Linked DNA regions of Mus musculus: all the other regions are linked to region 1. Evidence: chromatin contacts called from public promoter capture Hi-C data. All regions are on one chromosome and are shown on one strand. The core of a region is the stretch at or near the end of the contact, and the rest is flanking DNA. Distances in the headings are between cores, read along the strand shown. Region 1 holds the start of Nudt21 (nudix (nucleoside diphosphate linked moiety X)-type motif 21). Region 2 holds the start of Setd6 (SET domain containing 6). Region 3 holds the start of Zfp319 (zinc finger protein 319). Region 4 holds the start of Got2 (glutamatic-oxaloacetic transaminase 2, mitochondrial).

The links. Capture Hi-C pulls out chosen DNA fragments and counts their contacts.
Region 2: a promoter capture Hi-C map of adipose tissue shows a contact between it and region 1, with 2.8 times the contacts expected there. The contact joins the promoter of Setd6 here to the promoter of Nudt21 in region 1. A contact is called at or near these places in 1 of 39 promoter capture datasets (pre-B cells), 1 of 484 Hi-C or Micro-C datasets (CD4 T cells) and 1 of 9 other capture datasets (adipose tissue).
Region 3: a promoter capture Hi-C map of adipose tissue shows a contact between it and region 1, with 2.9 times the contacts expected there. The contact joins the promoter of Zfp319 here to the promoter of Nudt21 in region 1. A contact is called at or near these places in 1 of 39 promoter capture datasets (pre-B cells), 2 of 484 Hi-C or Micro-C datasets (CD4 T cells and CD8 T cells) and 3 of 9 other capture datasets (adipose tissue, liver and macrophages).
Region 4: a promoter capture Hi-C map of adipose tissue shows a contact between it and region 1, with 4 times the contacts expected there. The contact joins the promoter of Got2 here to the promoter of Nudt21 in region 1. A contact is called at or near these places in 1 of 39 promoter capture datasets (pre-B cells) and 2 of 9 other capture datasets (adipose tissue and liver).

Annotation. Positions count from the first base shown.
Region 1 is chr8:94,035,682-94,038,396 of GRCm38.p6, reverse strand. Nudt21 (nudix (nucleoside diphosphate linked moiety X)-type motif 21) reads left to right here and starts at 1,358. Exons shown (of 7, transcript NM_026623.3): 1 at 1,358-1,620. The coding sequence starts at 1,505. Ogfod1 (2-oxoglutarate and iron-dependent oxygenase domain containing 1) reads right to left here and starts at 1,199. Exons shown (of 13, transcript NM_177767.4): 1 at 955-1,199. The coding sequence starts at 1,108.
Region 2 is chr8:95,714,319-95,717,302 of GRCm38.p6, reverse strand. Setd6 (SET domain containing 6) reads right to left here and starts at 1,390. Exons shown (of 7, transcript NM_001035123.4): 1 at 1,033-1,390; 2 at 809-950; 3 at 502-696; 4 at 262-382. The coding sequence starts at 1,366. It overlaps Ndrg4 (N-myc downstream regulated gene 4), which reads right to left. Exons shown (of 17, transcript NM_001372423.1): 17 at 2,347-2,984.
Region 3 is chr8:95,330,507-95,333,460 of GRCm38.p6, reverse strand. Zfp319 (zinc finger protein 319) reads left to right here and starts at 1,650. Exons shown (of 2, transcript NM_024467.4): 1 at 1,650-1,940. Usb1 (U6 snRNA biogenesis 1) reads right to left here and starts at 1,177. Exons shown (of 7, transcript NM_133954.2): 1 at 996-1,177; 2 at 1-93. The coding sequence starts at 1,099.
Region 4 is chr8:95,886,975-95,889,674 of GRCm38.p6, reverse strand. Got2 (glutamatic-oxaloacetic transaminase 2, mitochondrial) reads left to right here and starts at 1,274. Exons shown (of 10, transcript NM_010325.3): 1 at 1,274-1,458. The coding sequence starts at 1,370.

The DNA.
Region 1 (2,715 bases), core at 109-2,608:
TTTCTTTCCCTAAATTTCTGGGTTTAAAAACAAAACAAAACAAAACAAAACAAAAAAAAAAAAAACAGGTGGTTTTTAACCTCTAACTGATTTCACTTCCACTAGATTATGAATAACAACCAATCTTGACCCAGTGGTGCCTTATAAGCATTATTTCATTTATATTCTCTACAACTGAGGAATCGATGATATAGTCACTACGCCTTTGCAACAGACAAAGAAACTGAGAAGTCTCTGGGCAGCCGGAGCCTGCATTTTATGTAATCATCTTCTGCCTGCGTCCTGAGCGCCCAGGGGTTCCCCTGTTTAAACACTCAAATGAAACAGACAATCGGCAAGTCTGAGAAAATTCAAGACGCACCCAGCCAGAGTCACATTGTATAAGGTAATAACTTGTAGCTATGTCTGGAATGATCGTTCCTTTCAAGATTATGTTGGTTTTGTGCGTCACTTAGGCCAACGACAAGGTACGTGAAAACTGGTAAATCCAGGTGCTTGCTTCTCTGGCAGCTTTCAACACCAGCGTGGGTTAGACAGTCCACGTAACAGCGGAGAGTGACCCTCGCTTGCTAGCTATTTACCGGTTCTCAAGGAAACGTTTATGAATGTCTACAAACATTAGTTTGTCAATCCCATCTTTCGGAGGGGGAATACTATTAACGATTCCGTTTTATAAACGAAGAAACTGGCCCTTAAGCAAAGTTATATGCATTGCCCAATGACGTACAATCAGCAGAGGGATTCTGAGTGACCTCTGATTCTAGAATTCAACCCCCAGGCTACATGTCTCCCACTTCCCCATAGTGTCCGGAGCTTATATTTATTTTCCTCCCCAGGCTTGCCAAATCAAGCAGAATATGGAATGAACCGAGCAGCAGTCAGCGCCCGGGTCGGAGGTGGCTGCGATCCTCCCCACACCTCTTGCTGCCGCGCCTCCCTACAGCACCCCATTACCATGGCTGAACGGTGTCCGGCAGCTCCAGGCCTCAGCCACCTGCTTCCTCAGGATTTCTTCAGTGACAGCGTCCGAAAACTCTGCCGATACCTGCTTCTTTCCCTTCTTCATTGGCCGCGCTGGGCCAGGATCCGCCGGCCGCTTCCCGTTCATCTTCTCACGGTGCACAGACCCACGCCAAGGAAGTCAGGACGCTACTTCCCTCCAGAAACTACAGTTCCCGAAAACCCTCTTTCCTTATTTCACCAGCATTACCCAATGGAAAGGCAGTAAAGCACAGGGAGGCGGGATCTCCACAAAAATAACCAATGGGAGATCAACATATTGCGTCACGCCGCCAGCAATTGGTCAAATGGTCGCAGTGGCCTGCCTCCCAACTTCCTGCCTCCGGAGCGTATTCACTTCCGGCGTGTGTTCCGCGCCTCTTGCTCTCGACTGTTAATGGCGGGTGGTGGCTGCTGAGCGGGACGCAGATAACCGCTGCCCGCCCCGCGGACGTCTCCCCGGGCCCCCGCTTTCTGCACGTCCCCGGCGTCGGAGCTGTTCAGCATGTCTGTGGTGCCGCCCAATCGCTCGCAGACGGGCTGGCCCCGGGGGGTCAACCAGTTCGGCAACAAGTACATCCAGCAGACCAAGCCCCTCACCCTGGAGCGCACCATTAATCTGTAAGTGCGGCGCGGCCTCGGCCGTTGATGCTCTCCCAGTGCGCGCTCCTCCCTCACGCCGGATGCGGGTTGTCCCTTCCGGGATGCGCGCTTTCTTTCCTAGACCTGTTTCTCGACCCCGACTTGGCAGTTTTCCTATTTTAAAAGCGAGGTTCGTTTCCCCCTTTCCCTTCATTCAGCCATGGTTAGAACCTGCGTTTGCTTTGAATTCATAATGTGTGTATCCTTTCAATCCGTTGCTGGTTGTTTCATCGCACATGTATTTGTGTTTATTTGAACAATTCTCAGTTTTGTAGGGTGTACATTTCTTTTACAGTAACTTTTCCAGATTAACCTCTGACATCCTAGTTTTTTTTTTTCCCCCTTTAAATGTTGGGTAGTGTTCCATCCAGTGGCCACATTTTATTAATTTTCGCGCTGTTTGGTCTACCTTTTTGCATTTGTATGTCTTGTCTACCAAAGTGCCAACATACAGTATCATTGCAGACTCCCAGTAGACCTAAAATTGCGAGGACACACTCTGTTGTCTGGTTGTACTTTCAGAGGTCGGAGGTACCTTACATGTTGTCCCGACAGCCTGTTTGCAGGCTGTTTTGTTTTCAACAAACCTTTGTCTTAAGCAGATGATTGCATTTCGGGATCACTCAAACAAAATTTTGTTGTGGCAAGAAATTGAGATTGGGATATAGCTTATAATGTTTGGTACCTCATTCCCTAGTGTGGAGCTGATTCTAATGGGAAAAAAGTGTCCAGTTTAGACTGGTTATTTGTTTAAAATGTGCAAGACATTGCTGAGAGTGGGGTTTGTGTAAGTCATTTTAGTGACTCACCTTTCATATTCAAATAAATAAACAAATCTCTCATATTCAAGTAAATAAACCATTCCTCCTAAAACTAAATGTGACATGAAGTTGAAAACTTGTTGAGCTCTTGAGAACTGTTCTCAAGAACAACTACTACTATTGTTTTTGACAAAACAAGTAATGGCACGCAAACTTCGGTAATGAAATGCAAGGTTTATAAAATGTGGAAATAGTTGACAGTCGTGTCTGTGCAAATTTACTTTTGTCCCACAATTCACAGTAGCACTTTAAT
Region 2 (2,984 bases), core at 141-2,640, 1.7 Mb before region 1:
TACTATGCCTCTGGCCCATAAACATCCCACCTCCTAATAGCACTGAACTGCTGTTAATGCTCTCCACAGGGCCTGAGGTGACTTGGCAGAGCAGGCAGCTATTCTGGTGGACTTAGGGTGTGTCCACACCATCTCAGTTGATATCAAAAGTACACCGGAGAGTAGCTAGTCTCACCGCATTTTCACGATTAGTAGGAAACTGGAGCCCAGTGATTTGATTTGTAATGCACACCACCTGACCAGGGATAGGGGTCCACTCACTGCCGAGTACTCTAGATTGGCATTATGATTGGCTATGTGGTTTAGTATGTCTGCAGCAGGCACCATCAAGGGTGAGTTGGGCTCCTTTTCATCATCATCTTCCTCCAGCGGTTCTTGAAAGCTGCCGCAGAGAGAACTCAGCTAAGGCCCAGTCTCGGGTGAGGGACCTGGAGTTCACTGTTCTTTCCCACCTTCCCTCTCAAAGATGAGGGTCTGCTCCTCTAGGCTTTAATCACTGACCTATAAGCCATCACGAGGGCCACGAGCTGCTGATAGAGTTCCAGGGAGCGAACAGAGGGGCTGAAGAGATCCGAGTGAGCCTCCATGAAGGGCAGGACGATGGAATAGTATTCGCTACGGATGTTCACCAAATCCTTCTCCACGGCTTCGGGGACACCTGTACCCTTTAGGAGTCGCAACCGCTCTTCCTCCGGCCTGCAAGGACAGCCCACCCGGAGCCCTTCGCAGCCTTCTCATGCAGCAGGTGCCCAGTCCCAGAGCAAAGAAACTGCAACAGGTTCTTCCCGGCCCTTCCCTCGGCTCTCACCAAAACATGGGATGCTCCAAACGCCCCAGCTCTGGCCAGAGCGCGAAGTAAGGGCTCCAGGGTGATGCTGGGGCCTGGAGCTCGTGGAGCAGCGCCAGCAGCAGCGGCACCCACCCAGACAGGCTCTGCAGCGCGCCTCGCTCTAGGGAAGACACCAGGTGAACGTCCAAGCGCCACTCCCTTGCCAGCCTCCGAGCTGGTCCCCCTGCCCCTTCCTTACCCACCTCGCTCCAGCAGGCCGCTGATGGAACAGGTGTGGGGGGACAGAAGCGCGGACCGCGGCACTGCGAAAAGGAGCTCCCCGGCCCGCACGCTCTCCCGCGCCACCATGCCATAGCCGGCCACCGTGCCCTGCCGGCTCACCGTCACCTTAGGACTCAGCTCCAGCCCCACTCGCCTGCACCAGCGCAGGAAGCCGGCCACCGCGTCGCCCTCGGGCTCGCCGCCGCTGGACCCCGCAGGGAGCGGCAGGGGCGCGCGGGCAGCTCTCGGGGAGGGACAGGGCGCGACGAGGGGCGACCCGCCACTTACCCGCGCGCGCTTGGCGGGGGCCGCCATGCTGCGAGCAGCCGGGTCCTCACTGCGCTTCCGGGGCGGAGCTGGGCGTTTCTACTAAACCGCTCCGGTTTAGGAATCGCGCGTGCGCGTGCGCACCGGCCTCCACCCTAGTTCTGGCCGTGTCCCGGAGAGCGGCGTGCAGGGACAAAACAGTTTCTTCCTCTGTGGAGGCTGGGCTAGTATGCCGTAGTGACCGACTGATGGTTAGTGATTAACCATCATTTCACTGACTGATTGATTAGTCCGTTTACACCTGGGTTTGAAGTGGCCTTAAGGGTTTCCACATTACACACACACATACGCACGAGACAGACAGACAGACGAGAGACAGAGACAGAGAGGAGAGAGAAGAGAAAAGAGAGAGAAGAGAGAGACAGAGAGAGAAGACAGAGAGAGACAGAGAGAGACGCTGGAAGTAATATAAGGTGAATGAATGATAGCACAAACGGTAACATGGAGAATTCAGTAGTTTAGTTTCAGTACCTGGAAGGTTGAGGGGGGTTTGTGGTTTACTGGGAGTTTCTGGCAAGCCAGACAACAGAGTGACACCATGTCCCAAAACAACTAAAACCAAGCAAATAGTGTTGTGCCCTTGCTTTGAAGCGGTCTTTCTTGCTGGCTAAACTTTCTGCTCAGCTGTGAAATAGAGTTAGTATCAGGACTGGTAAAATTATATCTCAGTCAGAGTATATAGCCGCTTGGTAGAACCTTGACCATCATGTATAAACACCCTGGTTCAATCTCTTATCACCCTAAGAGGAAAAAAAAAATTAAGCAGGGTGGCCTACATAATTCTAACACCCATGACGCTGAAGTAGGATTGCTGAGTATTCAAGACCAGCCTGGGCTACAGAAAGATTGCTCAACCCTCCCCCAACCAAATGTGTCTAACAGGCACTATCCTCCAACTATCAGCGCCCTGGGGCAGCCAGGCAGCCTAAACAGTTGAGCCTTCCCTGTGATAGGAAACACGACACACGTAGACTTAATTTCTTTATTAGTTTTTCTGCACAGTTAACTTTCTATATCAAGGATTTTTGTTTTGCATTTTGTAATCTCAAAGTCTCTTTATCAGCCACCAAACAGAATACACAAAATTAGGCTCTTAACTTTGTACAGAGAGGAAAATAATGAACTCCATTAAAAGTTCATCTTGACCAAAGAGAAGACAACTACCAATGGGAAACCACATACAGGAAGGAGGACCTGATATACATACATATATATATATATATAATGTATAGGTATTTATAGATATCTTAAGAACACAGCAAAAAGATGTCCAATACTTGGAGTGCTATCTACAGTAAGGGATTAGTTCTACCACCTCTAAACAGTCACATTCAGTATTCACGGAAGCACGTGAGTGAACTGAACCGGGGATAGGAAACACTCCACTGGACTCCAGAGCAGTCTAGAAATGGCTTACAGTTACAGAAAGGGGCGGCATGTGCCACAGATAAATGGATGTGGGTGTCCTCTTGCCTCAGAACACCCATACAATACCACATACATCATCCCCACTCCCCATATACACACTTAGTGCTTTCTCTCCTCTCTGGGGATGAGAGCAGATGAAACCAATGGCCAGGCTGTGAGCGCCTACTTGGTGAGATGG
Region 3 (2,954 bases), core at 401-2,900, 1.3 Mb before region 1:
CTGTCGTCCTCAGGCCCTTCCTCTGTGCTGGGGAACATACTTAGCACACTGTCAGGCACTGGAAGCTTCTCACTGGGAACGGGGTTCTGGCCACTGCAAAAGAAGAACACACATTTATCCTCATTGATACCCCTTTGAACAACGGTAGTTCTAAGCTGTTATGCACAGTGATTCTTACCCACACCAGTCTTGCCATGTTGGCCTCGAACTTGATCCTCCTCCCTCAGCCACAATGGCTGAGTGTTCATTTCCAGGAAGGGGTTGAGCTTCTACTAAAGAACCATAGCTTTCTAGAACTGCTTAAGTTTCCTAGCTGGGAAGGCAGACCTCAGCTGGCTCTTGGTCCCCATGGAAACATTTCAGCAGGTAGCAGTGTGGCTTGGAGGTCCCTATTAGATAGTTGGACAGGCCTGAACTCAAGTAGCTCTGTGATCTTGGCTTACATTAATTTCCTCACGTGTAGAGCATATTTTTACTTGCTAGAGCTCTTGTGCAATGAACCGACACACTACAGTCAGCAAAGACCAGTATTTAAGAACCTCGAAGATTTAAGCCTCTTGGCGCATGAGATTTTCATGGGTTTTTCAACAGGCTGGTGTCTCCAGTCTACCGTGTGGCTCACGGTGGCTATTCATTAACCATTTACTAGACGAACGAAAAGCTTGGGTTATTATTGCATAGTGTTCAAACGAGGAAACATCTGGGAAGAAACATAGTTGCTTTCCAAAAGAGAAAAAAAAAAAAAAAAAACGCACCAACGGAGAGGGCTGGACTTGAACCCGTGTCCTCACTCCCAACTTTGCCTTAGCCAGGGTGTGTGTGTGGTAGTGCCATTCCAGGGCTTTGTCCAGGGTGTGTCCTGAATCCTTTCCCTCGACATCCCTTTTTCTCTTACCGGGGAACTGACCCACCCTCTTGGTTCCCCGGGAGGCTCGGGTCCCACTAGGGTTTCAAAAGAATCTACGCTCGAGAGAGAAAAATTCCTCGATCCTCACCAACGGTGGAAGCCAGTACCCGGTTTGCTCCGCCCCGCGGCGACAGCCTCCGCTTCATCCTCTGAACCGCTGCTGCTGTAGCCCACCAGGGGCGCCGAGCTCATGGGGCCTCGACCACAAGCCGTGTCCACCGACAACCTGATCCGACGCCCGGAGTTCCTCTGAGCCGGAAGTGCTCTGTGGGGGGCGGGACCTAGAGTAGCTCCACCTCGGGGCGGGGCCTGGCGACCCGGGGGGCGAAGCCCAGTGGAGCTTAGGACGGACGGCGGCCACCGCCTGTGCGGTAAAGGCTGTAGGAGGCGGCCTTCCGGATCACTCCGTCGCCCCAGTGTGGGTTCCACAGGTCTGCGGGTCTGTTTGCCAGACTTGCAAAAAGTTGGAGTCTCAGGATCCCTCTTGAGAGCGAGCTGAGCCGCAGGTCAGCTGCAGAAGACCGGAGAGTCAGGTGGGGCTGCGGCGAGCCGGGGATGAGGATCCCGGCTCCTCCGCGACCGTAGGCTCCGGCGAGCGGATCCCGAGGCTCCAGCCCCGCCCCTCCGTACCCACAGGCTCGGGCCAGCGGGGCCGCGGGTCCCCGACAGGGGGCGGCCTCGCTCCGCGCCGCGGGCTTCTCGGCAGCCGCCGCCCCGGCTGCCGCTCCTCCCCCGGCCCCGCCTACCCGGCCTCGCGCCGACCCTCTGTCCGCCGGTCTCTGCAAGACCCGTCGGTCTGTCCGCTCGCCCGTCCGTCCGCTGCCCCGGTCCCGCTAACCCGAGTGCGCGGGTCGATTCGTCGGTTCCGGCTGCTGCAAACCTGTCTCCCGACTCCGCGCTGCCTGCCTCTGCTACGCGAGGCCCGGGGATTGGCAGGACGCGTAGGCCGCGCCGCGGCGGATGGAGCCGGAATAAAGAGGCGGCAGAGAAAGCAGCTGGTCTTCGCTTGTCCCGCGCCTGACCCCTGGAGCAGGTGAGTGGCAGGGCACCCGGGACTGCATCTGGGGGCCACTCCAGTAGCCCCTGCACCCAGGGAGAGCCTCCTGAGCTCCGAGGCGATCCAGGCTGGGCCTGGAAGTACAGTTGCTTCCCGGGCACCGTTTGAGGCTCTGGGGCCTTCCTCGGCCGGAACCACCCCCTTTTCGGGACGCAGTGGCTGGGCCATCCGGAGCAGGAGCTGACAGCAGGCAGCCCAGCTGGGCCTGATGGGAGGAGATCAGCTTTCATTCGGTGACTCTGAGAGGAAAAAGGGCTAGGGTGGGGCGCGGGTGGGGGCTTCTCTTTGCCTTTCCTCTCCACTTCTCTCTCCAGCTCTTGTGCAGTGAGCTAAGAGTGTTCCTGGCTTCTCCTTACTGGAGAAGGGTCAGGGTAGGCAGTGGGGTTGCTCTAGGAGGTGGGGAGTGGGGGCGGCTGATGGGGCTGGCAGCCATTCATACCAGGAAAAATAACACACAGTTGGATTAGTACAGCTAGATCAGACAGTGTTCCGTGCAGTCCACCGCTCCTCTCTACCTTAGGAACGCTAAAATGGCCAGCTGTGGTTGGTTGGTCGTACTCCTAGGTACTACCCCAAATCAGCAGCCTCTTTATTCCCTCCCTTCCCAGAAGATGCTGAGGGTGACAACTTTTAGCTTGATTCTTAGGTTTCTTTAAGAGAACAGTTAGAAGCCAGCTGGCTTATGGGAACATTCTCTACTTTCCTTCCCTTAAAGAAAACTTGCAAACTTTTAAATCTATAAGCAGCTGAGAACCTAGAAAGGAGGCTGCCTTTGATTCCAAAAATAATTCTCTGTGGGATTGCTTTAATACTATCTCAAAGTGGTGAATTAGAGATTTGCTGGCATGGGGTGGGGGCGGTGGTTAGGTGGGCTTTATCTTGCAGTGATTACTGTGAATATTTGGGACTTGGAGGAGACACACCCTGGGGCATGCTTTATCTGTACAATTCAGGCAAACAGAACAATTTCTTACACCTTGACAGTCAAAG
Region 4 (2,700 bases), core at 25-2,524, 1.9 Mb before region 1:
GAAATGAAGATATCCTAAAGAGGCACTGTGTCTATCAATTTGACTACTGAAACAATGGAACCCAAAGAAATGGCAATATCTCTAGGAATCTCATACTGAAATAAGAAAAGGCCCCAGCCAGAGAGGCAACCTTTCTCCCAGAGAGTCTATACAGTTCTAGCAACTTATCAGATCCATCACCTTATAGGATGGGTTAATGGCAGGCAGGAACACAAGCTGACTGGGAATCTGTTTACGTTGGAATCTCTCATTTGAACCCCGAAGGAAAACTGGATCTTTCTGTCCAACTTCCTAGTGTGGCCACATTGAGTAAAAAAAAAAAAAAAAAATTTCGAGACAGGGTTTCTCTGTGTAGACCAGGCTGGCCTCGAACTCTGAAATCCACCTACCTCTGCCTCCCAAGTGCTGGGATTAAAGGCATGCACCACCACCACCCAGCAAGTAAATCTTTTTCTGCTTTTCACTATTTTACTTTGTTTGAGGACCAGTGACCTGGGCCTGGTTTGCAGCACATGCTGTGGCCCCCAGATTTGATAACAATCACACAGACAACTGAAGTGGCCGGAGAAATTAGACTGGCAATCTATACAGATTTCTGCAAGGCATCCCTGGGAAATAATGGCCCATGTTCAGAGTGAATTCGGTCAACTTGTGGACTTGTCTCAAATTCATTCTCCCAGCCTTTAAAAGCTTATTCATTTCTTCCAAACATAATTATGAAGACTTGATGTGCAAAAGTTTGTCGTTGGTCCTGGGTAATTTTGTATTGACTAATCAGGCTTTTTTTTTTTTTTTTTTTTTTTTTTTTTTTTTTTTTTTAGGGCATAATCTGCTAATCTCACAAGTTAATACTCACAACTGCCCCACAAAATATGCCTGTTGTCCTCTAACAGGGACATGAAAGCATTCTGAACCTTGAGAGACTTGCACTTGGGGAAACTAGTGGGTTGAAAGGAAAACCACACTGGAGCATTAGGAAAAAAAAAAAATACTTCCTCGGGTCAGTTTACATTTTTTTCCTTCTTTCAAACTGGCACGCTAGGCAGCTGCCTCTAGCGTAGCGGATGATTAACTGGAAGCAGAGCGCTGAGCACTGTGGACTGCGCATCCTCACATACAAGCTTCACAGGATTTATAGGCAGCGATTAGCAGTGCCCTTGCGAGTTTCCATGACCTCCGTGGAGGCGTCGTCGTTCTACCCCCGACCGCAAGGGGCCGCTGCGACATGATTCGCTCCAGGCGCAGGGCCGCTCTAGCCACGCCCAGGGAAGTCACTGTCCTCACCTTTTAGGAGCCCGCGCCTCGGTTCCAGCGGACGCTTCCCCAGATCTCGGCTCTACCACCATCCACTGCCGTCTTACCGCCCACCATGGCCCTCCTGCACTCCAGCCGCATCCTCTCCGGGATGGCTGCTGCCTTTCACCCAGGCCTAGCTGCTGCAGCCTCTGCCAGAGCCAGGTGAGCCGAGGGATACAGAGATGCAGCGGCACCGCGGGCCTGCCCCTGCCCAGCCGAACTGTGGACCCTGTGAAACCTGCACCCCACCCCGCGATCGGACACACGTGCGCACCTCGTGTGTCCCCAAGGGTTGACTGTCCCGAGTCTTAGAGTCCAGTGTCTGCGCCCCGGGGTGACCCCAGGACCCCTCATCCCTCCCCTGTATCTCCGGACAGAGGGCCAGCGTAGCCCCCGAGGTGGGAATTGTGGTTCTCGACTGCACCCAGAATCCCATTCTAGCGGGTGATGGGGGGTCCCAGATGTGGACTCAGCACAGTGGGGTGCGGGGCAAGGGGTGAGCACGTGGGCGGTGGCGCTGGGCCATCCTCTAGCCGATTGGCTATGGTGCCGGAGCTGCCTGTCGCTGATTGGCTGTGGTGCAGGGGGGCGCGCATGTCCTTGACCAGCTGCCCTGCGGGACAACAGGTCCAGCTGTCGGGGTCCAGAGGGTTAAATCTGCCAGTGCTGTGTAGAAGCAGCGTGCGTGACGGGGGGAAATGTGACCACATGCAAGGAGGTTCTGGGGGCGTCCAGATCCGGTGTGCATCCATGACCTTGGCGTAGTGCATCCTTCAGTGTCACCACAGTAGTGCCTGATGATCCCCTATCCCCTGACAGACCAGCCTGGCCTTTGGATGGAAAAGGGTTGAAGTGTAATGTACTTTCTTTGTTTTAAACCCTTGGGAGATTCTGTTGACTGGAAGCCATCAATCTTTCCCTGCATTTCAGTCGGCTCTTTGCTCCTTAAAATATTTCGTAACCCAGTTTCTCCGAGCCAGGCACTGGACCAGTTGCTGGTGATGCAGCTGTGAGCAAGACAAGAGGACTGACTTCCTTTTTTAAAAAAAGACAAATGAGTCATCTTAAACTAAGGTGTACTGAAAGTGCCAGGCCTAAACGGGAACTAGTAACTCCTGATTCTTCCTTGGGCCTCAGAAGAGCAGATTTGAGACAGTCTCCTGGAGTACGGCAGACACCTCCCCGGGGCACATACTAACTGGGAGCGAAGCCTACGTAACTTTTTATGCTTGCCTTCTTCCCTTTGAATGTGTTCAAGCATCTTCAAGGTAGTAGAACAGTCTGTCCTTCCCAGAGCCCGTTTTTTTGGCTCCATGCCAATGGGTGCCCTTTTACGCCTACCCACCTGAAGGGGAGGAGAAACGGGGGAGAGTTATTTATGCTGCAATTTGGAGAACAAAAATG